Linked DNA regions of Mus musculus: region 2 is linked to region 1. The links are chromatin contacts, called in public Hi-C maps. All regions are on one chromosome and are shown on one strand. The core of a region is the stretch at or near the end of the contact, and the rest is flanking DNA. Distances in the headings are between cores, read along the strand shown.

What was found. Hi-C and Micro-C count contacts between places; a contact is called where the count stands out from the background.
Region 2: a Hi-C map of bone marrow-derived macrophages shows a contact between it and region 1, with 17 read pairs. The contact joins two enhancer-like sites. A contact is called at or near these places in 1 of 15 datasets of contacts at CTCF or cohesin (large pre-B cells), 10 of 484 Hi-C or Micro-C datasets (B cells, bone marrow-derived macrophages, brown adipocytes and 7 more) and 1 of 9 other capture datasets (pancreatic islet).

The regions. Positions count from the first base shown.
Region 1 is chr9:82,886,009-82,891,845 of GRCm38.p6, reverse strand. Phip (pleckstrin homology domain interacting protein) reads left to right here. Exons shown (of 40, transcript NM_001081216.1): 28 at 1,374-1,485; 29 at 1,671-1,732; 30 at 4,177-4,332; 31 at 5,104-5,224. Among named protein-coding and RNA genes, the nearest start is that of Gm38553, 36 kb to the right of the region's middle. Within about 2 kb of position 2,980, at least 4 of the 459 cell types and tissues checked have an H3K27ac peak or open chromatin away from gene starts, as enhancers often do. A contact at or near this core is called in bone marrow-derived macrophages, where this site is marked.
Region 2 is chr9:83,363,453-83,369,289 of GRCm38.p6, reverse strand. No RefSeq gene overlaps it. Among named protein-coding and RNA genes, the nearest start is that of Gm46123, 15 kb to the right of the region's middle. Within about 2 kb of position 3,514, at least 1 of the 459 cell types and tissues checked has an H3K27ac peak or open chromatin away from gene starts, as enhancers often do. A contact at or near this core is called in bone marrow-derived macrophages, where this site is marked.

The DNA of each region.
Region 1 (5,837 bases), core at 1,731-4,230:
TACTTTCATTTTTGTAATAATATGTGTGCCACTTAATATTACCAGGAATATTTGACGGTTAGCTCTGACTGGTGCTCCGCATTGTTAACCTGACTGACTGAGCTGTCCGTTGTGGTCAGATGCATTTGCAGTCTCTGATTGACTGTGGGGCAAAGCTTGTCAGTCTTGGAGAGTCCTAAGAAATTGGTCTGTTTAAGTCATGCTTTCAGTAATGTTCTGGGAAGAGTTAAAAATGCTGTTAGTACTCAGTCTTGTAAAATAGCTTGTCTCTCAGCTCACTATCACCAGTATGCATCTCAGGAACAATGACAGACTTGATGGTTTATATGGCTCCCGCTCAATACCCAGTCAAAATCAATAATACTTTACAAAGATTTTCTTTTAATTCTAATTCTAAAGAATTCTATTTTAAAAGATACTTTACCTTGTTTTTCTGATTTAATGCAGCTATGTTATTTTACGCATATCTGCATAAATTTCTAAATCTTTTTTTAAACATGAGAAAACTTTTCTTGAAGATAACTGATTGATTAGTGGGCAAACTAATTCATTAATCTTAACTTATCTGTTAAAAATGAAAAAGTACCTTCATATAAGACACTACTTATTCTAATATAGATGATACCACTATTAAGTAGATAAAGACAGTTGAAAACCAACTAATATATTCAGTTACAACCACTTCTTTTAGACTTTTGCCCATGCTAAGAGGAGATTTAGTTAGTACAGGGACACATGAAAGGAAAACCCTTCACAAAGCAAAAGGTACTTTGCAGTTTTCATATGCAGCTGGAAACTGACAAGACTGACATTCCAAACAGGCGTGACTCTTGGAGCTTACTAGAGTGTTTATTTATCATGAGCAGTTTAGTAATAGAAGCATAGCAGTTGGATAAAGAATAGACAAAAGGCATGTTTTCTTTTTCTACGAAGCTTGACAGTTTTCACTCTTTCTTCTGTTGTTGCCCTTTAGAAAGGAAGGAAGAGTGAGTGTGTAATACACTGTAAGGATGATGGAGATGATCAATCTGAAATCTTGATGATTATTTGTGGGGAATAAAAAAAATAAACTATAGCTATGTCTAGTCAGAAGTAACCCAGAGTAAATATGAGAAGTGTAGACATAGCCTGAATGATGATTTTTAAATGCTGCATTTGCAAAAATGATCAAGTATAAGAAATAATGGAAGTTATATTTTAGATATGTGTGCTAATTTTCCTGACTTTTTTTTAAATATATGGTTTACCATTTGCCTTGTGAAATCACCCAGTGTAAGAATCTTAGGGAGATACATTTTAGGAAAGGCAGTTAACCAATGTGACAGGACATACCAATTTGATGGATGAGACAGGCTGGTTCTGTTATTTTTCAGGTGACCGCTTCAGATCTGTCATAGATGATGCCTGGTGGTTTGGAACAATTGAAAGTCAAGAGCCTCTTCAACCTGAGTACCCTGATAGTTTGTTTCAGTGTTATAATGTATGGTAAGAAAATAATTGGTTGTATTTTCAGTTAGACCAGGGTTTAAATTTTTTTCTGGTCTATTAGTAAAGATGTCAAGATACTTCATTTTAATACTGAGTCAATTATTTGTTTAATATGATTTTCATAAATATTTTTGTATTGTCATTTTCTGACCTTTTAATGGAAAATTTTTGCTTTCTTAAAGTTGGGACAATGGAGATACAGAAAAGATGAGTCCTTGGGATATGGAATTAATACCTAATAATGGTAAGTATTGTTAGGCTCGTTGCTTAAACCTTATGGAATTAGGGTTCTTTTGTTTTACATTTTCCGTGCATGTGTTTGTGTTTGTGTGTGATATGTGTATGGCCATATACGTAGTGGGGCAGTTTGCAAGAGCTAGTTCTCTTCTTTCTTGTGTCCCAAGGTTGTACTGGGTCATTAGGTCTTGTGGGATATACTTTTGCCCTCTGAGCCATCTCTTCAGCCCAAAATTTACTTTTTTTTTTTTAAATAAGAAAGCTAATTTATTGCTTGAGTTGAATCCTAGCATTTTTGACGCAAAGGCAAGAAGTTACCATAACCTAGGGTTGCATATTAAGAACTTGATTCAACAAAGTAAAACCCTTGATATCCTTTAAGTTTATTGTGACCAGCTAATAGAAAACATTTAACAAAAGTATTAATTGTAAACCTGTTGAGTATAAAATTAGAGAAGGTTCAACAGTGAACATTTTGACAGTCCTTGTCTGTCTGGAGCCTATAGCTTAAAAGAGAGATTGAAATTAATATATTATAACTAAATAGATAGTCATTTTATTATTCATTCTCCGTTGATGGGTGGGAGAGTCCTAAATCATTTTTGTAACATTAACAAATAGTCTTTAAGGGCTATAGCTTCTAACTGGAAGTATGGCTTTGTCTTGCCACTTTGTATGTACTAGTTCCCAAGTCCAAGAATCACTTTCTTAGGACTCCTCTTCCATTACATGTTCAATGGCTAGGGTAACTGGGGTTGGAGAGTTAGCCCTGGGAAGGTGAGTTAGGACATATTTCTGATTCTGGAAGAGTGAATATCGTTGAAGCATGGTGATTATAGTTTTCTCTTGATTATCAGGTTTTGTTTCAAGTTTTTAAAAGTAGGACATAGTTATCCATGCCCAAAAGGTTTGTAAGTGGCATATTGTAGATTATAAATTATTATTTATATTAGAATCCTTTACATTCTGTGTTGCTTAGATTTTTAAATGATATATGCCTATATCCTCAGGTAGAGATTAAAAAAAAAAAACAAGAAAAAATCATTTTAACATAATAGAAATAGACATTTATAAGTGAGATTTTTGAGTAATTTATGTACTGTAAAAAATTACTAGAGAGATGCCTCAAGTTTAAGGCCAGACTCATCTACATAGTAATTTCCTGACCAGTTTGGGCTACATAGTGAAACCTTTTCTCAAAACAAGACAAAACAAAACAAAACAAAGAAAGAAACAGAAAGGGGAACTGGAGAAGATGGCTCAGCAGTCAGAATCACTGGGCTCTCTTCCAGAAGACTTGGTTTTGATTCCCAACTCCCACACAGCAACTCAGAACCATCTGTAAATCTGCCTCTAGGAACTCCAACCCTCTCCTCTGATCCCTCTAGGCACCAGGCACATACTTGGTACACAGACATACATTTAGGCAAAACACCCATACACATAAAATAAATAAATATGTAATGTAAAAAGTGCTCTTGATCTTCTACCTTGCTGCCACATATGGTAATTATAAATATTAAATAGGAAGTGAACTCAGTCAAGAAATTTTTAAATTAAAACAGTATTCCTGTTGATGATGTTGGTCATTTAATACTAATAGTGAACATTTTCCTTTCATTGCTCAAGTAGAAATACTGAAAATTAGAAAATATCATTATCAACCCGTGACATCTCCTGGCTTCTTGTTTTGTCTACCTTTATGAGTTTAAATCTTGTGTTTAAATTTGGTGCAATTCAATTGCTGTGAGCTCATAATTTGCCTAATAAAGAAATTAAGTTGGCTTTGTTGTACTGTTGCTAGTTTTTCTTTTTAAAGCCCTGATGATACTAATTATTTTAATGCCTCTTTGTACATCCATTGATGATTCTGATGAAATTTTTTTATTTGAGTACACATACATATACACATAGTTATTTTGATTGCATGCAGTGTTTGGATTCTGTTGTAGTTAATTTAAAGGAAATAAATAACCTGGTGTGTTTGTAGACTCTTTCTCAACACTACTTGAAATTTTTTTTATGTACAGTGTTAAAGATGTAGACATGAAACCATTACTTCAGAAATGGAAGACCTAAAACTTCCTCTTGCTTGGCATTCATAATTTTTTTGTTTCTGTTAGAAAATTTGGAATTTGATTAAAATATTATTGAAATTTTCATCAGTTCATTTTAACTGTATATTTTATTAAAATGAATGATAGTTGAGTTATGGGATGGATTAAAAATTCAAATGTTCTTTTCCAGGTATAACTGGAGTGTAGTACACTTACTACGTATAAAGAATCATTTAGTTTTAAATAATATGCTTTTTGAGATGCGTTTTATTTGTATTTAAAACATTTTCCCATTATGAAAATTGTAATTTTTAAACATCAATTATTTCTGAAGGAAAACTCATCACTACTTACTACATATGTTCATTGATGGGTTTCTCTATCTGCATTCCAGCTGTCTTTCCAGAAGAACTGGGTACCAGTGTTCCTTTAACTGATGTTGAATGTAGGTCGCTAATTTATAAACCTCTTGATGGAGAATGGGGAGCCAATCCCAGGGATGAAGAATGTGAAAGAATTGTTGGAGGAATAAATCAGCTGATGACACTAGGTAAATAAGTAATAGAAAATCCTTCTAAGTTACATGAACTTTCCTGTAGCAAAAGTTTAGGAGTCTGCCATATTTTTAAAGCTTCTTACACTCAACAGACTTGATAGGAACTGAAGGAGGAAGGTAGTGCAAAGTTGTATTTAATTACTTGGATAGCTATCCTTGTTTTCTCATCACGTGACACATGCATAGGTCTTTAAAGGGAAAGAACTGGAATATGATCTCATTTTCCTGGCTTGTGAAAATACAAGTAAACTGACAATAACGTTTGCTTGTCTGCACTCTGTGCTTTTGAGGTAACTGGAGATCGTTATGGTATTTACAGTATAGACTAGCAGTCCAGAATCAGCTTAACATGGCATAGGGTGATAATTCAAAAAAATAGGAGTAAGACCTGAAGATCCTGGGCATAATGTTGTATGCAGAAGTTTTGTTTTTTGGCTTTTTCTTTTTCTCTTATGGTGCCAAGGATCAGACTGAAGGCTTTATACAAGCAAACACTACCCCTGAGCTGTATGTATACCCAGCCTCAAAGTCTGATAAAATGGAAACTGTAAAAGTCATCTTAGAAATACTGTCTTAAATAGCTTTATCAATATTTTAGGTTTAAAGTAGCTTAAAAAAATACAATGATCTTAACTTACATTCTTGGTTTTGCTCTATTTTTTTTTGTGTGTTGATAAATTTATAATATATCTGTAATTTCTTCATCCTAATGTACCAGTGAATCTTAAAATACAGAAAATAGATTTATAACCTTATTTATTTTAGATATTGCGTCTGCATTTGTTGCCCCTGTGGACCTTCAAGCTTATCCCATGTATTGCACTGTGGTGGCCTATCCAACGGATCTAAGTACAATTAAACAAAGACTGGAGAACAGGTTTTACAGGTTAGAACCATTTGATGTTGCCATTAAAAAAAGAACACTAACAATTTTTTTTTATCAAGTTACTAAAAGTCTATGGGTGTTTCTCAGTTTTGTCTATACATGGATAGACATGAATCCGTAGGAGTCAAGTTAAAATATGGAGTTGGAGTAGGCCCATGTACTCTGCATTTCTCAAGAGTTCCCTTCAGTGTTGATGGATTATGAATGAATTCTTTATTCTTTCATAGGCATTCTATAAATCAAACTCCTAGATAATATTTTAGAATATTTAGTAGATTTTCTATAAATTTCTTAATTTTGTCTATTGAGATTTTTTAATGCTTATGAAATTATATTTCTAATTATGAATTAGAAAGTATTCATAAAAGTTTTATAGTTTTTGTTTAAGCTATTATGGTTAATTTGCTTCTTCATGGTAACATACTCTGACTGCTAGTGAGATTTTAGTTTTTGTTTTTGATTGACATGGATCTTACTACCCTTAGCTGTCCTGGAACTTGCCATGTAGACCAAGCTGGCCTCAAAGCCACCACCAGCCTGTGCCATAGTTTAGAGTGAAATTGTATTTTTGATTTTTCTTAGTGACTGTTGCTTAGTAGGCCAGTAATTTAAT
Region 2 (5,837 bases), core at 2,265-4,764, 480 kb before region 1:
CCTCTGAAACCAATGTCAACGTCCCCATGGAAATGATAGAAGATATACTTTGTGTCTAAACATACTAAATTCAATATTAACAGTGCCACAAACTGCAGAACCAGGTGTGCTCCTCTGGCAGGATCTGAGGACAGCGCTTATCATGTATGATGCAAGAACTGTCTGATGATGTCAAATATTCCAGCATCTCCCACATTCATCCTGAAAGTCCTGGAGAAGGTTTCTTTATATCCTGTGCTGCCAGAACTGTGGTTGCTGGTGCTCAAACCCTGGGCACCAACTGCACTTGCTCTAAGGGATCTGAGGACAGCCCTTTCCACACCACACCACCATGATGTAGTAGTTATCACTAAAAGAACCAGTGGCATCAGGGATCAACCCTATGACACTTTAAAACATATCTCAGGAGTACACTAATGCTTCAAAAATAGGAAATTGAAGGTAGCCTATAAAATGCCTGAAAACAATAATTTTATAACAGTGGCTGAAAGTAAATGAAGTGAGATGCAAGAGGATGTAGAAAGATAACAAAAGGATATAAAAATAATGGAAAAATTCACCAAAGAGAAACCACAAAGAAAGGAAGGAAGGAAGGAAGGAAGGAAGGAAGGAAGAAAGAAAGAAAGAAAGAAAGAAAGAAAGAAAGAAAGAAAGGAAGGAAGGAAGAAAGAAAGAAAGTGATGTCATGGAACGAAAATACTTCAGTCAATGAAATAAAAACATAATAGGGAGCTGGAGAGATGTTTTATTGTTTAACCATACTTGCTATTCTTCAAGAAAGTCCAACTTCAATTCCCAGCATCCATGTGGTGGCTCATAACTATTTATAACTCCAGTTCCAGGAAACTCTTGTGCCCTCTTCTGGTCTCTTCAGGTACTGCATGCACACAGTGAACAGATGCATAGGCAGGCAAAACCACAAATACACATAAATTAATAAAATAATAATAAAACCTTTAAGATGAAAAATACAATAGAAAACTTCTACTAAAACTAGAAAAACAAGAAGAAAGAATTTATGAACCTTAGTTGTTATGGAAGTTTTCTGTTATATTTTTCTTCTTAAAGAAATACAACTAGTTGAATAGATTCAGTAAGGCAAAAATGACAAGGAAAAATAAAAATAGAATTCTATCAGAAACGAGAATAAATTTTATAAAAACTTTAAAATATAACTCATCAGACAATTGTTTATACTATGAAAATTCATAATAAATAATGATAATCTGACAGTGTTGATATCTTCAGAGATGTGGGGAGGTGAATTAAAGCCTCAAAAGCCTCCAATTAGACCCAAATAATCCTTCAGCAAGTCATATTATAGTTAAAATGTCAAAAGTTTAAACAGAAGCCCCTAAAAACAGGAAGTTTCAAGAGCATTGTCAAGAGAAAGCTTATTAGGCATACAGCAAATCTTGATGTAGAAACAAAAACAAAAGCAAAAACAACAAAAACCACACAAACCAACAAACAAACAAATAAACAAACAAATATGTATAGGGGCTGACAAGATTCCTCATTGATTAAGGATACTTTCTACATACAACATGATGGACATAATTTAGATTCCGGCACCATGTAACAAGTTAGGTATCCCTCAAATGCTTGTAATTTCATCTTCAAGAGATCTGACACACATTTTGTCTTCTATGTATGTGTACCTTAACACACAAGTGTTACTCTGCAGGTTAAAGAAAAACATATTATGCCCAGCAAAATTACTCATAAAAATTGAAAGTGAAATGATCTCTCTCAGATAAAAATAAACTGAGGACATTGATTGCCATGGACATATTGAAATGCTGTGCAAACCTGATGACATGAGTTTCATTCAAGAAGCACACAGTAGAGGGAGAAACCCAAATTCTGAAAGTTGTCCTCTGAACACACACACACACACACACATATACATATCATATATATACATAATAACAATAATATAATTTTATAAAAATATTTTAACAGAGTCTTACATTAGAAATGAAAGGATAACTTATCATAGAACATTAATCACACAAAACTCAGTAGAAGAACAGATATACAAAAGAAAGAGTTAAACCTTAGCACAACAGAAAACTGCTAAGTCATAGAAATAGTAAAAGAGGTGAAATGAAAAAAAATATACAAAACAAGCAGAATATAATCAACCTAAAGAAAGGAGAAAGCTGTGTTTATCAACAATAATATTGAATGTAAATTATGGATTAAATGTACCAAACAAAGACATAGACTGTATACATATGCACATGCACACACCAAAACAAAACACAAGACCCAACTATTTGCTGCAAATAAATAAAAGATTGGAAAAGACACATTGTAGCTTATAACACAGAAATACAAAACCTTAAAGGTACATGAATGACTATTTCATTAAAAATCTGTCTTAGGAGTAGATAATTTTCTGGAATCATATAACCTAATAGAAAATAAGTAGAGAATTTAAATATAAACAAACTAATGGTGTGTAATAAACTTGAAGCAATAATTTTGTCCTATGGAAGTTCTGGATCTGATGGCTTTACTGATGAATTTTATAAAGTGTTTTAATAAAAATTAGTTCCAGTTATTTTTGAATTACTGAACAAATTAAAATAGAAATCTTTCAAACTCTTTTAAAGAAGCCAGATGTACTCTAATGCCCAAACCAGATGAAACTACATTAAAAAGAGAAAACTAACAGCCCTACACACCATGAATATAAGTGCAACAATTCTAAATAATCTTCTAAAATCTCCTTTCCCCCACTGGTATAATGTTGGCTGTAGGTTTGTCATATAAGGGCATCACTATGTTGATATATGTTTCTTCTCTTCCAGACTCCTTCAGGGCTTTTATTATGAAAAGATGTTATACTCTTCCAAGGGCCTTTTCTGCATCGAATGAGATCCTTGCGATTCCTGGACATATGTCCACTTATGTGCTGAATTACACTTATTGATTTGTACATATTGAGCCAACTTTGCATCACTGGAATGAAATAAACTTGGTTATGGTATATGATATTCCAAATGTGTTCCTAGATTTGGTTTGTAAGAACTTTATGAACAATTCTTGCATATACGTTCACAGGGGAACCAAGAGAACTTGGTCTCTACTTTTAATTTGTTTGTTTTCCTTGAGTCCTTTTCCTGGTTTGAAGTCAGGATCATGCTGACTTCATAAGAAAGGTGAGTAAGGATCTTTCCCTTAGGAGCACTGATATTAGTTATTCTCTAAATGTTTGATAGTTTTCTAGGTCCTGAGTTTTCTCCTTTGGCACGCTTTTTATTAGTGCTTCAATTTCATTGATAGGGATTTTTGAGGTTGTTTATATATCTCCCTGATTTAATTTGGATAGATCTTGTGTTTCCGTGATGTGTTACTTTTCTATTGCTGTGTTAAAGGCCATGGTCAGAAAGCAGCTTGGAGAGGAAAGAGCTTATTTGACTTATACTTCCAAATCACAGTTCATCATGTGATGGCACGGCAGGAACTCAAAGTAGGAAGCAGAAAGCAGGAACTGAAGCAGAAGCTGTGGAGGGAGGGAGGCTGCTTCCTGTCTTGATCCTTGTGACTTTGTCAGATTTCCTTATGCGACTCAGTACTACCTGCCCAGAAGTGGTACCACCCCATGGGATGGACCCTCCCATATCAATCATTAATCAGGAAGTGCCCCACAGTCCTGCCTGGGGAGACATTTTCTCAGTTGATGTTCTTCTTCCTAGATAAATCTGATGTATCGAAGTTGACATAAAACTGCCCCAAATACATCATGTTATCCATTTCTTGTAAAATTTTCAGTTGTGTGGGATATAATTTTTTAAAGTAGCTCCTAATGATTCTCTGAATTTCACTGGAATCTACAGTAACATTATTGTTTTCATTTCCAATTTTATTTTTCTATTTTTATTTTATTTATTTATTTATTTGTTTACTTATTTATTTATTTTTGGTTTTTTGAGACAGGGTTTCTCTGTGTAGTCCTGGCTGGCCTCGAACTCAGAAATCCACCTGCCTCTGCCTCCCAACCAATTTTATTTTTGATAAATGGTTTTCCACCCCTTTGCTCTCAGTGTGTAAGATTCTTTACCAGTGAACTATGCTTCTTTTTTTAAAAATTTTTTATTAGGTATTTTCCTCATTTACATTTCCAGTGCTATCCTAAAAGTCCCCCATACCCTCCCCCCGCCCATTCCCCTACCCACCCACTCCCACTTTTTGGTCCTGGCGTTCCCCTGTACTGAGGCATATAAAGTTTGCATGACCAATGGGCCTCTCTTTCCACTAGTGGCTGGCTAGGCCATCTTCTGATACATATGCAGCTAGAGACATGAGCTAGGGGTACTGGTTAGTTCATATTGTTGTTCCACCTATAGGTAATGCTTCTTAGAAATAACAGTCAACGAGATCTAGTTTTTAAATCCAGTCACTCTGTACCTTTCTATTAGTAAGTTGAGGCCATTTACATTTGATGCTATTACTGAGAGATATTTACTCAGTCCTGTAACTTTGTCATTTTTTTTTCTTATTGGATTTATGCTTATTCTTTACTTTCTTTCTCATTCATATCAACATGTATCAGGGGTTTGATGACTTATTGCATTGGACACAACGGATTTCTTGTTTGCTTTCTTCATCTAACTTTTGTTATACAATTTTACTTTCCTATGATTTCATGATTGAAACTCATACTGAGTATACATCATTTCTCAAACGCTATGCTAGCCTGGCGATCGTGAACTATCTTAGTTTGTGCTTATTTTGACCTTTCCTTATTTTGGCAGCAATCTTAGATGATGTTGCTGGATGTAGCACTCTTGGTTGGCAGTTACTTAGTTTCAGAACTTGAAATTCCTTGTTTCCGTCATTATTTACTGATAAGGGATCTGATGTTTTCCTGATATTTCTCCCTTTGTAGATATGTTGGCATTTTTCTTTCAGCCTTTAATATTGTTACTTTGCTTTATGCTTTTTGAAAATCTAACTTATCTGGTCATGTGCACTCTGGAGCTCTAAATGATTCATATTTATATATCTATTTCTTTCTTTAAATTGGATAATTTTCTCTTATAATTTTATTAAATAAATTCTTTATGTGTCTAATCTCAACTCCTCTTCCATCCTGTGGATTCTTTAGGTTCAGTCTCTTGATTATTTACCAGAGTTCTTGGCTACTGTTGCCATATTTCTTCCACTTGGTCATTTGATTGAGTTTAATGCTCTTCACTGGATTTTGTTGTTTGATTCATTTAATAGTTAAAATTGATTAATTTCTGTCATAGTTAGGGTTTAATTGCTGTGAAGAGACACCATGACCACTGCAACACTTATAAATGAGAACATTTAATTGGGGCTGGCTTACAGTTCAGAGGTTTAGTCCATTTTTGTCATGGCGGAAAACATAGTGGTGTGCAGTTAGACACGGTGCTGGAGAAGGGGCTGAGAGTTCTACATCTCAACCCAGAGGGAGCAGGAGGACCAATTGGCTTAGCTTCTGATACTTCAAAGATTCCTAGTCACACACCTTCTCCAACAAAAACACACCTCCTAATAGTGACATTCCCTGTGGGTCTATGGGGGCCATTTTCTTTCAAATCATCACAATTTCTAATATTTCTACTTATTGAGTATGATTTTTTTCTCAAAAAACCCTCAATTTCCTTGGTGAATATTTTATTTGTATTGCTAATATTATCATCCATTTTTAATGATTTTGTTCTCTGTGTTGCTTATTTTCCCTGCTGGATTCTGAATTGAATCCATCTATTTCTTTGTATCTTCCTTTAAATAATTGATTTTTTTTAAATCAGAAAAGCTTTGAATACTCATCTCACATCTTATCTTTTGAGTTCAAT